Regions from separate parts of the Sus scrofa genome. Here region 2 is linked to region 1. The links are chromatin contacts, called in public Hi-C maps. All regions are on one chromosome and are shown on one strand. The core of a region is the stretch at or near the end of the contact, and the rest is flanking DNA. Distances in the headings are between cores, read along the strand shown.

Evidence for each region. Hi-C and Micro-C count contacts between places; a contact is called where the count stands out from the background.
Region 2: a contact with region 1 is called in a Hi-C map of skeletal muscle, with 5 times the contacts expected there. The contact joins two enhancer-like sites. A contact is called at or near these places in 1 of 47 Hi-C or Micro-C datasets (skeletal muscle) and 1 of 2 datasets of contacts at active chromatin or transcription factors (skeletal muscle).

The regions. Positions count from the first base shown.
Region 1 is chr2:29,901,179-29,908,454 of Sscrofa11.1, forward strand. No RefSeq gene overlaps it. Among named protein-coding and RNA genes, the nearest start is that of MPPED2, 140 kb to the right of the region's middle. Within about 2 kb of position 3,978, at least 3 of the 83 cell types and tissues checked have an H3K27ac peak or open chromatin away from gene starts, as enhancers often do. A contact at or near this core is called in skeletal muscle, where this site is marked.
Region 2 is chr2:30,140,152-30,147,427 of Sscrofa11.1, forward strand. The region is part of intron 4 of MPPED2 (metallophosphoesterase MPPED2); the gene reads left to right. Among named protein-coding and RNA genes, the nearest start is that of MPPED2, 100 kb to the left of the region's middle. Within about 2 kb of position 2,935, at least 10 of the 83 cell types and tissues checked have an H3K27ac peak or open chromatin away from gene starts, as enhancers often do. A contact at or near this core is called in skeletal muscle, where this site is marked.

The DNA.
Region 1 (7,276 bases), core at 2,728-5,227:
ATGGGTAAAAGGAAAACCAGTAGAGAAAAATTCGCATACCCTGGAAAATAACAGACTCCAAATATTTGTAGGGCTGACCTATGGAATAACAGTTATGCAACACCAGTGATCATATTGGTTCACTATACTGACAAGCATTCCAGGGATCCAATTGCGGGACGATGAAAGACTTGCCACATATATTAGTGAGCTTCTTGTTCCTGTGAAATTTTAAAGTTGATCAGTAGTTGGAGGATTATCTGTTGGCAATGAGGGAATGAGAGGTGGGCGAGGCCAGGGGAGGGGGGTATGGTAGGTGGCATATCTGCCTCTGGTTTTTCAGTTCCAAAGACACTATTATTCACAAACCTTCACTATTTCCTTTTCCCAAGATCATACAGGTGTATCGCTAAATACTACAATCTTCTTACTCTTTTTTTTTCCACTTGACTCTTTTGGGGGTTTTCTGGATGGCTGAATAAGTGGGAACTGACATCTCATGCTGAACCTTTGATAAATAATAATAAACCAGTAATTTCCCAGTTACCCAAAGGTGAATTATTCTCCTTCTAGATTGTCCCTGTTTGGCTTCCTTCCTCCATTGTGTCGCATATGCAAGAGGCCATTTTTTAAAAGCTTTTATCACCCTCCCAAGGAAGGTCCAGCAGTTGTACCCACGGTTTCATGTTTGTCAGATAAACAAATCTGACTTCTCATTTCTTTCTCTAGAAAATTTTTGCAGCCTTGCAATCTTAGAGGAAAACAGCCAAAGTCCTTGTGGTTTTGTAGCAGAGCCACCAGAGTCAGGAAGGAGAGACACCTGGACTCCTGCCCTCAACTTGCCACTAATTAGCTTTCTTAACTTGTTCAAGTCATGTTAGTTCTCTAAATGGGGTGGAATTGGCTGATCCAGGAGGAAAGAAGTTAAAGTGTAGGGTTCCAATTCTATTATAGAATCCCAGACTCTATGGAGAATTGTCTTTCCAATTCCCCAATATCACGTTTGACACCCTCCCATCCAAATTCAGGATTTGCTGAAACTAGACAATATCTCTCAGTTTATTGTCCTTGTATCACCCATGCTAATTAAACAACCCCTGAGTTCACAGGGTACATGACAGAAATCTCCTTTTCCCCTCCATAAACTCGATCCGTTCTTAAAAAATGATCATTGAGAATTTATTTTTAATTTGCAACTATTTACTTTCTGGGCAAAGAAATCTATCAAGCAGCACCCTTCTCACAGCAGAAAAACCCAAAGTGTAGCAATTCTTTTCTTCCTCCTCCCAGCCCCAAAAAGGCCTGAATAACCTGTCAAACAAAAACCTTAGTTTTTGGATCTGTACCATGACCCACCTCCTCTGCCCCCAAAACTTCACCAAAAAGACGTTTGGATTTCCATGAAGCAGAACAATTTCTACTGTTGAATTGAAGGCACTCATTTCACAAGGCCGATCTGTCTGTGATACCCAGTGGTACCATGAGGACAAAGCAATAAAAGAGAGGCTCAGATAAGCTGGGAAGGGGGAATATTTCAGTAAAGATTAGGAAACCTCAAACCAGAGTGTATCCACACCAAACTGTGGTCACTCTGTTTTGAGATCAGAGTTAATTCAAGAAGTTTGTGCCAAGGAGCACGTCTCCTCTGCCTACCTTCCCCCAAATCCTGGGGGCTCAAGTCCAGGGAAGCAGAGTCTGCCTGGGATGCTAATTTATTCTGCTTTTCTATCCAGCTTCTTTAAATAGGACTGTGCCCATTTAGAGTTCTTGATGGCTATCAGTGAGTTAATCTAATAAATCACACCTGTGAGGCTTAATTAATATTTATAAAATTCCTTCGGATCTCAGAATGAAAGGAGCTAACTGCTCAAATTGGAAAACGTAACTATTATTATTGTGGTCCTTTTTTTTCCCTTGAACCCAGTCCTTGGCTATAAGGTATTGATGGTCGTGAGACTCTGAGATCCATTAATTTCAACTGATTCTTAGGAGGACTTTTCAAGACTTTGTAAATGATCCTGGGAACACCTCATTTCAATTTCTGTACAGTACATTATCTTTACTCATTAAAAAATTATCACAGTGATGGATTCTGCTTAATTTAAAATGACTTCTTTGTGGGGTACAAAGGCAATTAAAGTTAAGAATATTTAAAAGGATTCTTGGGTGGGGGAAAATATTTCAGTGGGAACATAAAATGGCACCTCACACACTCACACACAACATGATTCTTGTTTTCTCTGGTTAGAGAAAAACACATTCCCTCCGAAGTTTCTCTCGGAGAGCTTTTAGGCTAAATGAGTGATTTGAACTGAACGGAAAAGGTGTTTTGCCAGCCATTTGAAAATAACCAAAAAATAAATACTTACCTCTCAAAGGAGGAAATCAATAGATCATGCCTCGAATTGATACATGAAGCAAACGTAGAAAATGTTATTTAGAGAGAGAAAAATATCTCTGAAGGAAGACATAGCCTGACCAATGAGTAGTCCTAGTTTATTTGGAACTGTCCTTGTTTTAGGGCTGAAAGTCCCAAGTCCTGTGAAACCCCTCAGTTCTGGGCAAACAGGGACAATAAATATAGTCGACGGGTTTAAAAGTGGTTCTGAAAGGAGTGAACCAAGACAAGAGATGGGGAAAAGGACTAAAGCTTTTCTTTCTAATCCCTTTGGTAATCTTGGAGTTTAAAATCATCTACATGTATGGCTTGGTTTTAAAATTTAAAATTTAAAACTTAAGGAGTTCCTGTTGTGGCTCAGCTGGTGAGGAACCCGACTAGAATCCATGAGGATGCAAGTTTGAGCCCTGACCTCGCTCAGTGGGTTAAGGACCCCGGGTTGCCACAAGCTGTGGTGTAGGTCAAAGTCGTGGCTCCAGTCCCACGTCGCTGTGGCTGTGATGCAGGCCAGCAGCTGCAGCTCCGATGGGACCCCTAGCCTGGGAACTGCCTCTTGCTGCAGGTAAGACCCTTCGAAGCAAAAAATAAAAATAAAATACATAAAATTTAAAACTTAAATACAACTCTATTCTAGTTGAGAAGAAAGAAGGTAACTGTGTATGCCAGAGAAATATGCATTAGGAGGAGGAAGGGCAGGTGGTGAAGGGGGCCGAGGAGAAAAAGACAGTGATGGAGCATTATTTTTGCAGAGCGTCCACAGAGAGAGGAGAGACCACCACACTTAAAGTGTCTTCTCTCTGCCCTCCACCCGCCTTCCTTCCTTTCCCTTTTTCTTTCCTTCCTTCCCTGTCCTTAAGCTTCACGTTACTTCTTTTCTAGCCATTGGTTGTTTTCAACTTCATTTAGTGGGGTTATGAGTTTTCCCTGTCCATTCACTTTTTTGCCACTTCAGCCAGCTTTCTAACAACACGTTCCAATGTCCTTTCAGCAGGTAGAAATCTTGGCATCGTTTATTTGACTTGGGCTAGGTTTGCCAGATAAAATCCAGGATGCCCAGTTAAGTTTGAATTTTTGATAAAGAATAATTATTGAGCATAACACACTGGCCTAAATATTCCATGAGATGTATTTATACTAAAAAATATTTATTTACCTGAAGCTCAGATTTACCTGGGTAGACAGCGTTTTTATTTGCTAAATCTGGCAGCCCTAATTTAGACATCCCCCGCCCCAAATTACAGGGGGTGTGTGGGGAAAGTGTTGGAGACTGGGATTAAGATGAGTTGGGCTTGTTATTAACAGCCCTGGATTTCAGTTTGCACATTTGCAAAATGAGGGGGGAGATCCAGAAAGACTCTCTACTCATCTCCAGCTGTAGGATTCATAAATTAAATTCATCTTGTTTGAGAATGTCCTTGACATAACCAAAGGCATGTCACAAGCCACCGTCGGGAGCCGTTGATCTTATCTCATGCTGCCTCTTTCAAGAGAGCAGTGGTGGAGAAAGTGGGCCTGTTTCCACCCTGTCTGTCTGGGGCCAGACCCTCTGAGGTAACGGAGAGATTCCGGAGAGGCTAAGAGTGCAGGTCACATTTTATGGCTATTTTGGAATTTGGCAGCAAGAGACACTGCACTAGACTTAGAAGGTCAAGAGTATTTCTCACAGTGTCTGTGTGAGAAGGAAAGACAAATCGAGTGTTACATGGCAGCTTCAGCCACGGGAATGCCTGATACGTCATGTTTACTTCCAGAAACATGCATCCAGCTTCCACAACCCGACACAGGGGATTCACTTCGTGTGACTGGCTTTGGAAATTTTATTTTATTTTATTTGTTTTGTTTTGTTTTATTTTATTGGCTTTTCTAGGGCCACACCCGTGGCGTATGGAGGTTCCCAGGCTAGGGGTCGAATCGGAGCTGTAGCTGCCAAGCCTATGCCAGAGCCACAGCAACGCAGGATCCCAGCTGCATCTGCAACCTACACCACAGCTCACAGCAACACTGGATCCTTAACCCACTTTGCGAGGCCAGAGATCAAACCCCCAACCTCATGGTTCTTTGTCGGATTCATTAACCACTGAGCCAAGATGGGAACTCCAAGGAAATTTTATATTTTAATAGGTTGAGTCATCTCCAGGCGTGAGCTGCACACCCCCATTTCCATGGATAGCTGGGGGTCAGCCTAATGCAATGGGAGGTTCACACACTTTGAAATCAGTCAGCCTGCAGTGCAAATCTGAGCTCCACCCCTGCCTATGGTTGTGACCTTCAGCAAGTCACTTCATTGTCACGTCTGAAACATGGCATGGCTCAAATGTAGTGAGTGCTTTGCATGTTCTCGTGCTCACTGCAGTAAACCTTCCCAGTGTCTCTAAAAGGTAGATGATATTATCAGTGATAATGACCTTATAATTTTATCATATAATTTTATATATTTTCAATTGTAAATGAGGAAGTAAAATTCAGAGGGGTATAAAAGTCTAGCCAAGGTCACATGGGCTATCTTGGTGAAGCTAAGACTTGAAATCAAGTCTATCCATCCAAAACTCATCTCACACACCTATAAATTTTCTCTTTCCCACTGGGCTCATCTATTCTTAAACAAGTATCTTTCTTAGGATTCTAGGGAGAACTAAAGGCTGTCATATAAATAAAGCCATATTGGTTCTCATTAAATTGTTATTTTCATACATCATTTGCCAAGGAATAGTAATTACAGTCAATGTGAACCATAGGACTCAAGATAGGACTCGAGATAGGATTCTAGGAGTTCCCATTGTGGAGCAGTGGAAATGAATCTGCATTTTGTTTTTTCCCTACGCATTTTAAAAACATAATTGAGGAGTTCTTATCGTGGCTCAGTAGTTAACGAATCCGACTAGGAACCATGAGGTTGTGGGTTCGATCCCTGGCCTCCATCTGTGCGTTAAGGATCTGGCGTTGCAATGAGCTGTGGTGTAAGTCCCAGACGCGGCTTGGATCCTGCATTGCTGTGGCTGTGATGTAGGCCAGCAGCTGTAGCTCCAATTGGACTGCTCGCCTCAGAATCTCCATATGCCGTGAGTGTGGCCCTAAAAAGAAAAAAAGAAAAAAAAAAAAGATGGGATTCCATAAGGCTCAAGATATTGACTCCCCCCCCCCAAATCTAATGATCTGACCACTTAAAACCACTCAAAACTCGTGAAGAGAAATCTCCAGGCTTGAGAAGTCTGCCTGATATCTTAAAATGTCATTATTTTAGACAAGGGGTTGTCAAACCATGGATTAGGAGTCAAATTGCCCAGCCACCTTTTTTGTTAAATAAACTTTTATTGGAATACAGCCACATCCATTTGTCTGTCTATTCTCTGTGGTTGCTTCCATGCTACAACGACAGAATTGAGTAGTTATGACAGAGATCATATGTCTCACAAAGCTTAAAATACTTACTGCCTGGCCTTTACCGACAAAGTTACCCATCCCTGTTCTAAGACCGTACTGATTGACAACTGCAATAACTAGAAAGCTGGAGAAGAAATTGGGCTTCAGGAGTTCCCGTCGTGGCTCAGTGGTTAACGAATCTGACTAGGAACCATGAGGTTGTGGGTTCAATCCCTGGCCCCGCTTAGTGGGTTAAGGATCGGGCATTACCATGAGCTGTGGTGTAGATTGCAGATGCGGCTCGGATCCTGCATTACTGTGGCTGTGGTGTATGCTGCTGGCTACAGCTCTGACTAGACCCCTAGCCTGGGAGCCTTCATATGCCGTGAGAGTGGCCCTAGAAAAGGCAAAAAGACAAAAAAAAAAGAAAAAAAGCAATTGGGCTTCAGCATCAGTGGGGGTTAGGTGGGGTGGGGTTATAGAGTTAGTTCCCAGATCTGAGAATCCATATGTGAGGCAAGCACATGAACTGATCCAGTACATTTATTTATATGTGACTATTTTCCAATGCATATAAATGCCATATAATAGATAAAATAAAAATTTATTTATAAGTTTCTTTGGGTCATTGAACCAAAAATAATAAATATAACTTCTGCCCTGAAAGGGGCCCCAGAATTATTTTTTTTAAAGGGAGGCCTAATGATATAACAGTGAATTTTAGCTACTTTAAGAAGTAAATTTAACAAATTCTTGAAACCGCATTGAGCAGGTCCCCTTGTACCACTGCAGTGACTAAAGCTGTCAGTTATAAGTGATTCTTAAGTCATTTGCTTAAAAACAAAATAGATATAAGTTATTTAAAATCCACAGGAGATCAGCTTTTGCAGTTAAATGCTTTATTGGTGATATCCCCAAAGTTAATGAAATGGAGTTATTGTTCTAAATTCAGCCTTAAAATTTTTTTTGTTTTTATTGAATTATAGATTAATCACAATATTGTGTAAGTTTCAGGTGAATTCAGCCATCTTAATAATTTAGATTGACCATAACTTCTTAAGTAGAAATGAATAGGTTATACATCTTATAGAACATAGTATATTTTATTGTTGCTTTTGTTCACTTTGTTTACTTTCACATGAATTAAGAATCTTTTTGCTACAAGTGACAGAAAAACCCTCTCAGAATGGATTAAGGTAAACAGAGGGATTAATTGGTTCATGGAACTCAAAGGCCTACAGGTACAGCTGCCTGCAGGCGTGGCTTGATTCATGGCTCAAGCAAAGACAGGAGAATCAGATTCAGTGGCTTTGCTTCCTGTGGGTTGGTTCCCTTTCAGGCTTCGGGAATTTCAGTCCTGCCCCTCGGACCTTTAAGACAGCTGGCAGATCCAGGCTTCACATCCTTTCTCTGCCAATTAGATTGGTAGAGAAAGAAACGTTCCTTTCCCCAGAAACACCAGCTGACTTCTCACCAGAAACTGATCCAAGTGGGAAGGTAGGCTAGCTAGGTCAAGTCAATCCAGATGTATTTTTAAGA
Region 2 (7,276 bases), core at 1,685-4,184, 240 kb after region 1:
TGGTGTAGGCCAGCAGCTGCAGCTCTGATTCAACCCCTAGCCTGAGAACTTCCATATGTTGCAGGTGAGGCTGTAAAAAGAAACAAAAACACCCCAGAATCTTCAAAGAGCATACATGTTTGAGGCATGCTTGATTATTTTAGTATTTTATACAGTTATTAGCCTCTTTCACTATTAAGAATTTGACTAGAATCTGAGTTCCCTCATGGCTCAGCAGAAACAAATCTGACTAGCATCCATGAGGACAAAGGTTCGATTCCTGGCCTTGCTCATTGGATTAAGGATCAGGCATTGCCGTGAGCTGTGGTATAGGTCGAAGACGTAGCTTGGATCATGTGTTGCTGTGGCTGTGGTGTAGTCCAGCAGCTACAGCTCCAATTTAGCCTCTAGCCTAGGAACCTCCACATGTCTCGGGTGCAACCTTAAAAAGACTGAAGAAAAAAAAAAGAATTTGACTGGAAGCGAAGTTTGGGAGGATTTACACCAGAACTGTTCCCTTTTTCCCTGTCAGAAACAAGGATTTCCCATCTCAGATTCACACATAGGTGGACGCCTGCTTCATAACCCATTGGCTATTCCAACCCCCAAATAATGTACACTGATTTAAGTTTGATTTCCATGCTTTTCTTATGAATTTTCTAGAGGAAATTCTAAGTTCTGGTTTGCTGATAGGGCCAGTGGTTTTCATTTAAAAACAGGTACCAAAATAAGAACCTCGATACTAAGGATTTCTGTCCTGTCACAGGTTTCTCAAAAGTAGTTGCCATCTGACCAGGGGGAGAGCTACTAACTCATATTTTACAAAATATGGATTGTAACTCACTTTCATTCTACACAAGAATATTAGCTCATATTCATTACGTGTCTAGAAGCTGAAAGTTTCTAAAAGACCAGGGAGAATTAATGCAGCATCTCCTGACTTACAGTTTAGGAGGAATTTGTTTGTAGAACATATACAACAACCCTGAGCGTGTGTGGGTGTTTGCAGTTGGGGTGCATCGTGGTGGTTATTCAGTCTGCAAGGAAAAGGGTTTGGATGTGGTTTGATAGGTCTGGACAAATCCAGCAGCTTGCACTGAAGAACTTGTAATTGGGGTGCCTTGTCCTGGAAGAAAGGTGCTCACTTGGAAGGAGGGCAAGAATTGACCAGCTCCCCGAGGGCAGCCCAGCCTCAGGAAGCCTTCCCCAGGTTCTGTGGCTTCTGTATGTTTCTTTACTGCCTTGTTCTTCCAAGTATCCTGAAGAAAAGGGAATCAGGCATGATGCATTGTCAAGGCACTAACAGTTCGGTCACAGCCTTTCTTAACCTCTGTTACATTTTTCTCTCCCTCTTGGGGGGACAGAAGAGGGTCTTGTGTGGCCTGGCAGTTAGATCTGCCCGGGCCGTTACAGCTCTCCCAACAGGAAAGCTCGTGGATTTCTCATAGCCTTCGTATTGATTCTCTGCCACCGAGATGCTTCCTGATTTCTACTCATGATCCCTTTCAGCTCTGTCACATCTTTTTCCAAAGGCTGATTACTGTTAGAAAGAGGAGACGAAATTCTAATCTGTCACATATTGGCCAGTGTAGTTTCTAACTGCCTGTCTGGCCAGGGTGCAGGAGAGGTGGCATTTTGAAATCATCACTGTATTTTGGGTTACTGGATCTGTAGCCAAAGTTTTAGTACAAGCAGATTTGCACTCAAGGGACCTGGCATTGAAAAATCGACAAGTCCCTTCTTTGTTCTGATTTCGGTTGTTCGTTTGCTATTAAGATGCTTATGTGGGGGGAAAAAAAATCCAGGTACCAGCGGATCCACAGCCAAGCTGCAAAAAGTAGAAAGTCCATTTTGTTCCGACCTGAGCATGGCAGTTGTATTGTTCAGAAACAGCCTGTGCCTTGTTCCCCTCCTGCACAGAAATGCAGCGCTGGTCTCCCGTGGCTTTTAATGAATATGAGTGGGGCTTTCCAATGTCCAGGAATTTGATCTCTACGCTGACCAAGGGGTCAGGAACAAAGAGCACACTTTTTCATGTGAGAGTAGACCCAGGTGTAATTTGTCAGATTGAGTAACTGTAGAGGAAGTGCCTTAACTTCTGCAGCAGGAAAATTAGATCGGGCCTAGGCAGTGTAATTCTAAAACGGCTGAAATAGCAAGAGAAAGCCTCGGGATTTCCCCCCCCCACCCCGTCTCTTTTCCCCTCACTTTGGATCATAAACATGTTGCGTTTGTCCATTCATTTAGATGTAATTTTCTCGGCATTTTTCAGAGTGGGAGTTCAGTGTGGATTCTACTCGCGGCAACACTTCTAATTGTGTTTGTACACACACAGCTACAAGGTTGCTCACGTTTCCTTGTTCTGACCAGCGCAGTGGTACTTTACGTTTACCCTGTCAGAAAAGCTTCAGATGTTTTTATTTCCAATGATAAGTTTTGTAATGCATCATGTATTTTGCTGACAGTCTTCAAGTTCGTGAAATAGCGAACAAATTAACAGCAGATATTGAGTAAGAGGATTAGAAAACCAATTGGCAACTCATGCGATAGAATTCAGATATGGGGATGGGTGGAATGGGCTCATTTATTTTATTTTCACAGTCATACATACTTTGTAATTAAATTGGGCCAAAAAAAAAAAAAGAAGAAAAGAAAGAAACATCTCCATGTTCAGCTGAAAAGTCCTTTCATGCTCAAGAACAGAACTATACGAACAATATTGGTTCTATCCCATGATCTCAGGGATGCCAGGTTTTATTTAGGACAGTTCAGATAGGTATTGGCACAGAAAAAGGTCTGTGTGTGTGTTGAACAAATATGCACTCTGCTTCGACATGATTCTGTTTAAAGGCCCAGGCTAACATTTCATTTTTCTTGGCGCAGGGCCCGTGGACTCTCCCATTATGAAACCTATGGCAGGTCTGCTCTGCTCTAGAGTTACAGGCTCTGTTTACATTTTTGCCTGCTTCAGAATGCAGCTGACTGCTCTTAAAGCTGCACAGGATCAGATTCACTTCTGGTTTAACAACCGCCCTGTTTATTTGGAAAAGGAGAAAGCAAAACCAGTCCCTTTGCTTCCTACCTCCCATTGATAGCTGTATCATGGTGAAATGCCATGGTGAAAGCCGGTTTATGCAGAGCGTGGGACGTTGGTCCCAACTTGTACCTTTTTGCCCATTCCATTCAAACTTTTAAAGCCTGTCACGTGCCTTTATCTGATATGTTGGTGGTGGTTGGAGAGGCGAATTTGGAGGTGGGTGTAGATGTGTTCCTGGGCCCTCAGTGATGCTTCATATCAACCACTGGCATAATGTAAATTTTTGCCTGAACATTCTGAGATACAAACTCAATTAGCCAGCAAAAATAATAAACCTCGATTCGGATGATGTGTTTCACTTAAAGAACTGTCACGTGTGTTGTCTCATTTGGGCTTCACAACAATTCCACATAATTAAAATTTAAAAACAATCCTGAACAATTAAAATGCAAAGGGTATCTATTAATAATAATAATGAGTAACAGCCATCATTTATAAGTGCTTATATGTCATGACACTACTGCCCGGGGTTGCCTCCTTTTGACAAAGGAGATCAAGATAGAGTTTTCAGCAGAGAAGGTGACTTGCCCAACATTAATTTGGGGCAAAATAGGACTAGAATGCATCCTTCCTTTGCTGAGCTCTTGAGGCTGAGTGAGGATATCCTAGTAACCACAGATATCATTCTACTCCTTGACCTGAGGCAACTCAGGAAGTGGCCACTTAGAAGCCCTGGCTGTTCCCATCTTGCTGCAGAAAGGACACACAGAAATCCAGGCGCGTCCTCTTAGGAGCCCTCAGGATTCAATGGGAAGGTGCTTGCAGGGGGACAGCGGGAAGGTTGGGGGGACAGAACCAAAGAATGATCCTGTATCTTCTGCATGATATGCTCCAGAGCCTAGACTTTAAAACATGAAAATCTCCATCTCAACGTGTCGTAAGACATGGATCAGCTCCTCTGGTCCTTCTGTGCTGTGGAGACAACTTTGTTTCCTTTGCACATACATTAGAGGGGCAAACACCGGCACATGGGCCCTTTTCTGTGTGAAGCATCAAGGAGCGGCTGAGAGAGACGGCAGCTCTGGGCACATGCATGAAGAAAGAAGTGCTGCCGGTGCATCCCTGCTGAAGTCAGGCCTGGCGTGGACCCACACACCATGCTCCAGGCAAGCCCCGGCCTTCCACGTTGAGACCCAGCCGGCTGGCTGCTGGGTGTTCTTTCCTTTTCTCCTATTATATGGCAGCCTCCTTTTAAACCCAGAGCTGCTGCTGGGGAGTGGAAGGAGATGGTGTGGTGGCTGTAAGCTCCACACAGGCGGGGACCCTGTTGTCTTTGTTGTCCATGCATGCCCTAGGCTAGCCCAGTGCATTTCTGCTGAATCAATGAGTGAATGAATGAGGGTCAGGGAGTTTGGGCTGCTGGACGGAAAGACACCCAGTTGCCAAAGAAAAGAAAATATTTCCACGATCTGAATTCCCAGGTGAAGCATAACAATAAATCTGCAAGCATGGCTAGAGATGAGTAAACAAAGTAGAACCAAACGAAGCTCTAGCCTGTGTCCGCGGGCTCTTCATGAACACCTCTAGATCCTTCCTTCCTGAACATTCAGAAATGTAGCACCTCTCCAGGTGAGCACGACCTCAAAAGGTGAGGAAGGGCACCAGTGGGACGGAGCTAACCTGAAGGCAGTGAGGTTTCAAAGAAAAGCTCCAACATAGGCTCTTCATTGTCATTTCTTATCTCAGATGCCTTATTCCCATGCTTGAGTCACTGTAGAAGTTCCTATAAGCTTTGGAGATGATCTCTTCAAGCTATAGTAGAAGCAGTCAGTGTCAAGTGTGAGTCTGGTTGGAAGCTAGACCAGGTGGGCCCTCAGAATGTCCTTTGGACATTAGAAACCATTATTAAACAGGTAGTATTCTCTTTTCTCAGTGGCTGAATCCTCAGTGGTTGAATTCTTAGAGTTGAATCAAAGTCATACAGGTTCTGTGCCATTTATTGTCAAGCTATTTGACAAACGTGGATTTCTTATTTAATCCTTTGAATCGTGAGTGTACCGTGAACTTCTCCAGATAGTACCAGGTGGTGAGCCCCTGTTTGTCTGGTTCCAGGCCCTGCTACTGCTCTGCCTTCCTCCATACTTTCCCCCTGTGGCTCAGGTGTGCTCACCCATAAGGCGAGGTGACTGCACAGGTTCCTTTTATCCTCCTGTGATGAAGGTGAATGGGCTTCGGAGCACACAGCTAGGAGATGGCTGCTTCCATCCAGCGCTCCCTTTTTGCCAGACACTGCATTGGCATAGCTCCGACTCACCCCTTCTCAGGAGTCTGCCTGCTGCCAGGGTGGTTTCACTACAGAGTCGTGGTCATCAAAGCTATGCTGTGTTGTGTTCAACAGAGGAGAGGCCCTCTGCCCTTCTAGGCTGCTCGGTAAGAAGGCCATCAGGGGATGTCACTCAGCCTTGTAAAGACCCACCGTGGGAGGCTTGTTGGAGGACAACCTAAAATGTGCTCAGAGGTGTCCCTCTGACAGTGAAGGGTCTGCTGAAACCAAGCCGAGCTCTTCTTGCTGATTCCCTTTGCCCTTAAACCAGTTTCTCGGGTCAACAGACTTCCTGCAAGACCTCCCCAGCAGGCAGACACACCCTGAAAGGTCTGATCCACAGGCTGGACATTTGGTTAAACAGCTGCAGCCCTGTTCTGCTTACTGATGGGGAAGCAATATGTGTATAGAGGCTGTAGTCTTTAGCCTTTAGAAACAGCTGTCCCCAGCGAGCTTGCCTCTCCGTTTTGTCATGTAAAACTCACTTACCTTGTTAAGCAAGTTATTTCATCTCTCTGAGCAGCAGTTTCATCTGGGACATGGGTGTGCAAATGACAACCACCACTCTTTATTGGGCATTACCCACATATATGGGTACCGTACATAATATGGCTTTTAAGCTTCACAGCCACCCTGTAAAGAAATATTCCCCCCAATTAGGAGATGATAAAATTGAAGTTCTATGATGAAAACAGTAACATTAGATAACTACCCAAGGATACTCCTTTCCTGCATAGCAGAACTGGAGTTCTAACCTCAAAGCCTTTATTTTTTTTCACTACTTTGTACTTTTTTGTGGGATTAAAATGCAATTTTGTATGTTAAGTTCCTGACACTCAGTAAATGCTCAATAAATATTATTTTCTTCACCGAAAGATAAAGTTTTGTCATGGCTGTTTTTGTTTGTTTGTTTTTCTTTTTTGTAATGGTCTACCAGGGTAGAAGGGGAGAAACAGAAAGAGAAAGAAATGAGGTAGATAGGAAACTTAGTCTAGAATAATGGTTACTCCTGTGTGTGTGTGTGTGCGAGAGAATTTTTAAAAGCAAATATTGCACAGTTTCTTTACACGACAAATTGCTTATGATCTGGGTAACTGGAAACCATTTAGGAAAGGAACCTCATATATCAGCAGCATTTGGGCAAAGGACATGGAAGAGTGAATAGATGTCTGTTAAATGAAGACATATGGGGCATTTTTAAGGTCACTTCCATGGAGTATCATTTTCAATGTACGAGTAACTCTTGATACTACATTTTCACCCAGGAAAAATAAAGGTATTCCTGGATGGAGACGATAATGAATGTGGAATGTTCTGTGAGGGCTGCTCAAACAGGAAATCAGTGACCAGCTTGAAAGCCTCTGGCTTAGGAGATTCTGTCTGCATTCTCTAAAGAGCAGAAAAGATGAATTGCAAATCTGCTTTAATTCAGGAGAAGATATAGGAAAACTGCTTTGCACAAATATTAGAAAAGATCAGCTTGGTTAAAGTATAACTAGAGTTACTATGGTTAATAATATCCAAGTAGGAAATTTGCAGCAAGAAGTGAAAAATCAACAAAGAGTAGCACCTGGTGTATAAAGGCCTAATATCTGGCATGATGGGTTTAGGATGGATCTTAGGATGGATTTTTTTTTTTTTTCTTCATCAAAGTATAGTTGGTTTTGCAATGTTGTGCCAAATTTCTGCTGTACAGCAAAGTGACTCAGTCATATATATACAGAAAGAAAAATAATGTATGTATATTTTCCATCATGTCCCAGGAGATTGGATATAGTTTCCTGTGCTAGTAAGACCTCATTGCTTATCCATTCTAAATGTAATGGTTTGTATCTACTAATCCGAAATTCCCAGTCCAAGGAGTGGGGGGCAGGGGACCCCTTGCCAACCACAAGTCTGTTCTTTATGAGTGTGAATCCATTTCTGTTTTGTAGATA